Linked DNA regions of Zea mays: region 1 is linked to region 2. The links are chromatin contacts, called in public Hi-C maps. All regions are on one chromosome and are shown on one strand. Each heading gives the region's core, a stretch centred on a gene start, on an enhancer-like site or on the middle of the called end of the contact. The rest is flanking DNA. Distances are from core to core; before and after follow the strand shown. Region 1 holds the start of LOC103653895 (protein FAM32A-like). Region 2 holds the start of LOC100381765 (putative MAPKKK family protein kinase).

Region 1 (3,811 bases), core at 1,289-3,788, 360 kb before region 2:
CGGATCCGACGCAGAGGGGTAGGAGAACCTCGGATCCGTGGGTGAGGGCTCGGCGCGGGCATAGCTGGGGCTGCCATCGCGAGTGGGGGAAGCGGACGGATCCGGCACGGCGCAGCGACTGTGTTGGAGCTCAAGGAAAGGGGCGACATTCACGGAGGACTCACTTGGATGATGGGAGATGGAGGCAGAACATGGTGCACGGTGTGGACGCCTACACACCGTGCTTATAGAGTAGTAGGGAAAGGCGCCTATCCTATTGGTTCACGCCCGATTAGCGAAGTCGGCTCGACAATTTAGCCAAGTTCGGTTAGGTGGGCAAGGATTTCCAATTGGTTCTCACGTCCATGAGCGTTTGTTCCGATTCAGAGAAAATCGAAATAATATATACAAACTCAATAATAATTCTTTGCATCAAACATCAATCAATTCGATTTGGTTTAGACTGCTTCAGGTGGGCCTCGATTCAGCCAACTTCATGTTGCATCAGAAGTTGTACTTTCTAGTTTTTAATCTGTTGTTAAGCTCTGCCAATATATTGAAAGAAAATGAGTTCCCTTGAAATATCAAAGCGGGTCGTATTTTGAATAAAATGAATGCAACTAAATCGGGCAACAAAAAAAGGCTTAAACACGGGATCAAAATACTTGGAACAAGCCTTTGAAAATAAATATTGTCTGCTGGTGGCAACAAGTCGTTTTATAACAATTGTAAAACGATACATAAAATGCTAACAGAAAACTAGATGAACCCACACAGTATACAATTATTTGTGCGTAACACAGCTAGATTGGCCATGTTAGCCAGGGCCAACTTTGGGGATGTCGTAGTGGTCGCTCAGCTTAGCCAGGTACTGGTTGAAGTCCTGCATGCGGTCCTTGTGTGACTTGTTGGCGACTTTGGCTATCTTCTGCATGTCGATCTTCTGCTTCTGTTCCATGTATCGACGCTCTGCTGGTGTGAGATGGTCATAGTCAAGATGTGAGTTCCCTTCATCTACATTCTTATCAGATTCAGTCTGAGACGACTCCTCACGCTGGTACTTTTTCTTCTTTTTCTTTACTCCACAATCTTTCACGTCCAGCGCTTTACCCTTCAACTTCAACCGTCCCCCAACGACGTTTTGGTATTCCAACATCTTGCTGTAACAAAGAAATCTAGTAAAGTTATAGAGAGACTGCCGTTAAACACGAGAGACGGAACTGCAGACGTTGTAGAGAGACTACGAACTGAAGGGATTACACGCTAAATATATAGTACCTAGTCACACGGGATTGAAGCGTCCAGAGTCCGTGTCCGAGCTCCTGTTCCACGCGGTGTCCGTGTTCGTGTCCGAGTCCGGGTCCGAGCTCCTGTTCCACGCGGTGTCCGTGTTCGTGTCCGAGTCCAGAGTCCGTGTCCGAGTCCAGAGTCCGTGTCCGAGCTCCACGTTTTGGTGCAGTTCAGTCTTGTGGTTGTGGGGAACAGTATTTGTCCGAGGCCCATCCTCGCGCGGTGCTCCCGTGCAAGGGCAGGTTCTCTCGTGCGGGCTGCGGTGCTGTGCGCTGACGTCGGCGCAGCCGTGCCGCCTTGCGGAGCCGTCGCATCTGTCATGCTGCGGCGGTCGCCAAACTCGTCGTGCCTGCACCGTTGCTCCTCCGGGAACACAAGCGACCCCGACCCCGGCCGAGAGGAGACCTTGCCGGACCCGTGCGACCGCAGGCCGCTCTCGCTTCGACCCCGGTCCATGGCCTCCCCGCCGGCAACCCCAGACGCTCCCCGAAGATAGACGGGCAGGCACCGCAGCCACTCCACTCGACGCCTTTCCGCGCCTTGCTATACTTGGCTCGCAGTGATGCCTGACTTTTGGGTTCGTCGCCGGTTTATGCTAGCGGTGGTGCTCGCGGTCGCGTGACGGCGGGCGAAGCAGAAGGTTCCGGAACAACGTAGAGCTGAGCAGCCGCAGCCGGCAAGCCTACAAGGCTACAACTACAATACAGTCAAAACTTATGCCTGTCGTCTTACTGCCCACAGCCACAGGCCACAGGCCACAGATTGGGTGGCCAGGTCGCGTACGTGGCATGCCATGGCAGGGGTTCGGTAGGAGGTGCGATTAGATGATTGGGTTAGTTGGAATCAAAAAGATTTGGCAGCGTGATTTAGGCCGCGAGCGTTCCGTCTTCTCCGCTCCGCCGCCGCTCTCTGCTCGCACAGACGCACAGGCACGGAGTTGCTCGCTTCTCCGCCGCGGCGCCGGCGGCCGTCGCTCGCTCGCTCCGCGCCTTCGTGGGACTGCCGCTCGCGTTTGCGTTCGCGTCTCCCCTCTGCGCACTGCGCTAGTGCGTTGTGCCTCCGCGGGCGGAGGAGGAGAGGAAGACGCTGCCGGCCGCCGGCGGCTTAAAAGGGCTGGGACGCAGGGCACGATTATCAGTTTGTGCCTTGAGAGTTGCATGTTTCGCATAGATCTTATCTAAGAAGCTAATGATCGGTGAAAAACAACTTCTACTTTATCTGATTTCAGTTTTTTTTCTAGAGAAGCAACTGAACTGCTAAGCAGCTATTAGCAGGTACCGATCTACGAAAAGATTATGAAATAAATTATGCAAGAAAAAACAAGAGTGGACTCACATTTGTGACAGAACTGCAGAAGTCTTGAGTTCTCTTCAATTTATAGAACTCTATGACATAGCAAAAAAAAGTTATTCTCATAGCCAAAAAGAAAACATCAGGACGATCACATAATAGTCTAGGATTTACCTAGAATTGTGATTCAATTTATGACTTCTTTAGATATAAAGACCAATTCTTAGCTATGTCTATAAATTAGTCAAAATTAGCTCTAGTGCATCTAACAGAAGGGTTAATGTAACACCCCTGGTGTTACGATAACTAAAAATTTTTGTATGTCATCATCTGCACTTGCATTAACTGCTTGTTACACATAGAATGCATTCACTAGATCAAAAATTTTACAATAAGATGATGTTGTGTGCAGACTACAGAGTAGAGGACCTAGTTAAGGATCTAAGCTAAACAAGAGCAGGTCATCCCTTGAGCAAGTAACAAATTGACTTTGAGTCTTGAAGTGCTAAAGGCAATTTCTAGAGTCTATAGAAAATTTGTTTTCAAAGATAGATCAAGTGGAAGAAATACTTGGACCGAAGGATTAACTGCAAAATCCTAAGGCTTGAAAACCTTTATTGGAATTGAGTGTAAGCAAACAACTCCTAAATCAAGGATACTTTGGACCTGAGTTCTATAAGCCAAAGTTGGATTTGAGATTAAGGAGCAACTTTGCTTTAGGAGGATGGATAAGTTTGCTTTTGATATGTGGATTAGAAGTGGTGAAGCACTTAGGGTGGTTGAGTATCTATAAGCCCTAAACTTGCCCAAAGGTGGAATTTAAAATCTAGAAAGGATTGGTTAAAAGTTCATATACCAAAGTTGTAGAGCTTGGAATAGTGAATAATTCTTATTTGGATATTTCCAAGTTTTATAGAGAAAATTGGAGTAATTCACAAAAATTCAGTTTTGGGTTCATTTTGGAACTTCTGAAAATATATAAACTAGTCAAATTTGGACCCTTGTAACTTCTGATCTAGGACCATTTTGAAGATGATCATTATAACAAAGTCATAGAGCTACATGAGGAGTATAAGTTTGGTTAAGTCATCTAGCTCTAAAACTATTTGGAACTTAGAGAAAAACTGGTCCAAAGTAGAGCTAACAGAGTTTCTCGATTTCAGACTTGGTAGAATTCGGAGTCTGAATTTCAGCAATTGGAGCAAACTTTGGGCTATTGTAGTTTGGAATCCAAGAGGTTTTGGTTAATGAC
Region 2 (3,819 bases), core at 592-3,091:
GTCCAGTTATGTAACTGTTGTGTACGTGAATTGCTGATCCTGGCACGTACATGGTTCGCATTCGGTTTGCCTTCTAAAACCGGGTGTGACAGTATAGTTAGTGGCGGATTTAGAAACAAATGCTAGGAGTTCCTTTATCTTTTACCTCTAGTCCCTTCAAACTTTTATGACTGCAATTTTGTAGAGGGGTTTAGGAGAGGCTCTACATGTACACCAATAATGTATGTGGTGCGTAATGGGAGAGGAGAGGGAAGAAAAGGACTCAGAGCCCTACTTGCTAGATCTGTCACTTTGTCGTCTACCTTGAGATGCAACAAACCTATGCTTGCAACTATGCTACACGATCATACATATGCTTACAGTTAACATGAGAATCTGTATTAGGTCTATGGATGGCAGCGGGATGAGTAAGGTGCAAGTGGAGTAAATTATGCCCGCATTGTACCATAGGTAACATTTTTCCCATGTACAAGCATCTGTTGAGTATGATGTCCACATATATCCATACTCATAAGTTAGATTGTCACTAGAATAGAGGTATTTCACCCATGAGTAGGATTGTAATCCTTGGCTAGGCCCTATTTGAGCTATCCTCTTTCTCCGTGCAACACCTGTTTCAAATCTATCTCCATTTTCATGGATTTCTATTAGATGTTGGGATAGAAAGATGAAGGGGAACAATGATGCCACTGCATAAGGAGGAACAATGGTACAATCCATAGAAATGGCGAGATTGTCTACTTGTGTTGGTATAGAGAGGTGAAGGGGGAACAATGATGCCATTTCATAAGGAGGAACAATGGTACAAGCCATAAAAATGGCAAGATTGTCTACCTGGCCTAGCGCTAGTTACTCATGGCAGTTTATGCCCATCTAAGAAAACTTTTCGGTCTATCACTCATCCCAAAATTTCTCTAGACTAAGCACGCTTAACTCAAAGGTAGATAGACTTCTAAAAAAAGATACACCTTGTTGGCATTAGTATTTTATCAACCCTATTAAGCTTTGGGCTAGGATATCATAATCCACCCCCTTAGAAGATCGACACCCTTTTTGGTTAACACCAAGTCAGAATTTTCCCTTACTGGCCACATATTTGTATCTAGTGTCATTATATATCATTCCATGTGACATCTCGCGGCCCACACACACCATATGTCCGAACGTGTAACATCCAAGCTACCTCTAGACGCTGGTAGTTAATACTGACACCCCTCTATGATCATAGACTATCCTTACGAGACACGAGTCTTTTCTCTAGGTCAAAAATGTTTAACCTAGATGTTCTTTCGACATAGACCTCCGAAAAAGAATGTAAACCTTGTTGGTACGAGTATTGTTGATATTATGGACATCTTTTGTTTACATCTTCATCATACACATATATACAAATATACTCCTCTCACATATTATCATTTTCTTCTAAAATTAGATCAATGATTTTCTAAACCGTGTCTTTTGTTGTTCATCATATTCAAGTCTCAAATGAAAATGTGTTTTAATCTTACAATTTTTTGGAATTCATGATGTCTAGTAACATTTACAGATTTGCCGTAATTCAATAAAACAAAGGAGTGATCGCTGCGAACATCCTAATCATACCCCATTTCCAAATTAACCATAGCAGCACATGCAATGCAACACTGTAGTTAAGGCCCAGGCCCAGCGTTTGTCACGAGGAAGGAGCAGCTGCCACGGACCCCAGCCCCACCACGGCACGACTGGCCACAGTGATCCCGAACCGCACGAGATTCTCGCCACCACCAGCAACCATCCCCTCCCTCCTCACTGCCGTCCCGTCACAGCACAGCACGTCACAGCACAGGCGCGGCGCAAAGCACGCACACTCCCTTGGCCCTTCGCACAACGGCACAAGAGCATCGCGGAGCACGCAGCAGACAGGGCGAACAAAAACTGCCCCTCTTCCTCCTCCCCCGCTCCCGTCGTCGTCTCCTTTCCTCCCCCCCTTTCCCCCGCCCCCCGCATCCTGCATTACCCCCCTTGCGCGTCCCTCTCCGACCCCTCACCCCTCCAGATTCCTCCCGCCTACGCTCGCGGGCCTCTCCTGCCCGCCCGATTTCGCCTCGAAGCTCGTCGTCGCGGGTGTGCTTTTTCTTCGTGCCGATTTGCTGCGCCTCGTCGCCGGCGACCTCGGCGCTTGCAGGCGGCCAGGTGCAGCAGGACAGGTCTGCTTCCACAGACTTCTTCGTTGTTTCGCAGGTGGCGCCCACCTCCACCTTCTCTTCTCTGCCGCCGCCCTGCTCTAGTGGTTCCGGACCTGGGGTGGAGCGGAGATCCACCCGGGCTTCGATTGCTTTCGTCGTCTTGTTGGTACGCACTCCTAACTTGCTCGGAGTAGATAGATTGTGCTCGGAGTTTTTATTGTTGTGCGGGGAATATTAATGCGACTACTGCGAGTATTCAATTCGGAATCTTGCTTTATCTACACTCAGCTACCTGTGGATTTGCTTACAATCTACTGTGCTATTCTAGTCCGTCCATATAGTTCCATTATGCTGTTATTCTTCCGGGCATAATCAGTGCCAGTTGGCGCCACAGGATTTGATACCAAAGGTGCGGGTGTATTTGATTTCGCAAAAATCTCGAGGCAATGACTGCATCTTGTCCTTTCCTGCATAAATTCCAACTTGTATACAAGTTAGCTGAGTTATATCGGATTTCTTAGCGTTGGATACTTTAGAGCAGTTAGCCTGGTAGTTTATGCCACCCCGATTGAAATGGTGCATTGCATATTCGAATGTGCATATATCTTATGCCGCCAGCACATATCATACCCATTCAAAATGGTTATTACGTGAGAGCTCTGAAAGAAAGCTGCATATCATAAGCCCAGTGTTTTTGCATACATGGTTTTGATTAGATACTATGTCCATGTGGCTGTTAGTATTGCGGACAAACTTTTGGTCAACATTGTGATTATTTTCCCCCGTTACTTTACCCTTTTGCATGTAAGAGTTCTCATGAAAAATGATGTTACAAGATCGAACTAACGCTATTTTGGGGTCTGTTTCTTTTGATTTCTATATGATCCTAGCAAACCTTTGAAATGATGCCTATTATACTTCGAGTAAATTGTTTCCAATTGTGTGTTTTTTAGAGTACGCTACTCGTAATGATTACACAATTTATTGAAAATCTGGAACTGAACATCCACTTGCAGTCAGCTTAAGAAATTATTATGATATTTTGTTTTAGTGCTCCATTATTGTTATTGATATCACCTGGTGTTTGCATATGGTTTCAGGCTTTGGGGTGGAGACGACACTAAGTTGGAATTTTTATCACACAAGGAAGCAAGAACAGGAAAAATTCACATTTCAGTGTTGCACTCTGTGGAGGGTTCATTGTCAGTTCACCAAAATACTACAGTACTGGAGGGTTTTTGTTGAAGTGCTCCTCATGTTCACCATCTCTAAATTGTCATAGGCTCAGTCTGCATGATCTTGCTATGAGTGCATAGATAAATCATCTCCGTATCTGTGTTCAGTATGCCACCATGGTGGGGAAAATCTTCATCCAAAGAAGTGAAGAAGACTGCCAAAGAAAACCTCATTGACACATTTCAGCGTCTCATAAGTTCAAATGAACAAAAGGGAAGCAAAAAATCACGAGGTAGTCGTAGACATGGTAAAGACACAGCTGGTGACAAAGGTTGCTGGTCTACTGCCCAATCCCGCTCAACATCCCCTTCAAAAGAAGTCTCTCGGTGTCAGAGCTTTGCAGCAGATAGACCACATGCACAACCACTTCCTCTTCCTAAATCACGTGCTAGGGTGTCGCGTTCTTCTTCTGATATTA

What was found. A called contact is a pair of places that touch in the nucleus more often than the background predicts.
Region 1: a contact with region 2 is called in a Hi-C map of tassel, with 3 times the contacts expected there. The contact joins the promoter of LOC103653895 here to the promoter of LOC100381765 in region 2. A contact is called at or near these places in 2 of 25 Hi-C or Micro-C datasets (ear and tassel).

The regions. Positions count from the first base shown.
Region 1 is chr4:159,378,927-159,382,737 of Zm-B73-REFERENCE-NAM-5.0, reverse strand. It overlaps LOC103653895 (protein FAM32A-like), which reads right to left and starts at 2,538. Exons shown (of 2, transcript XM_008680704.4): 1 at 1,258-2,538; 2 at 645-1,139. The coding sequence starts at 1,135. The coding sequence ends at 797.
Region 2 is chr4:159,017,367-159,021,185 of Zm-B73-REFERENCE-NAM-5.0, reverse strand. It overlaps LOC100381765 (putative MAPKKK family protein kinase), which reads left to right and starts at 1,841. Exons shown (of 13, transcript NM_001321347.1): 1 at 1,841-2,331; 2 at 3,266-3,819. The coding sequence starts at 3,510.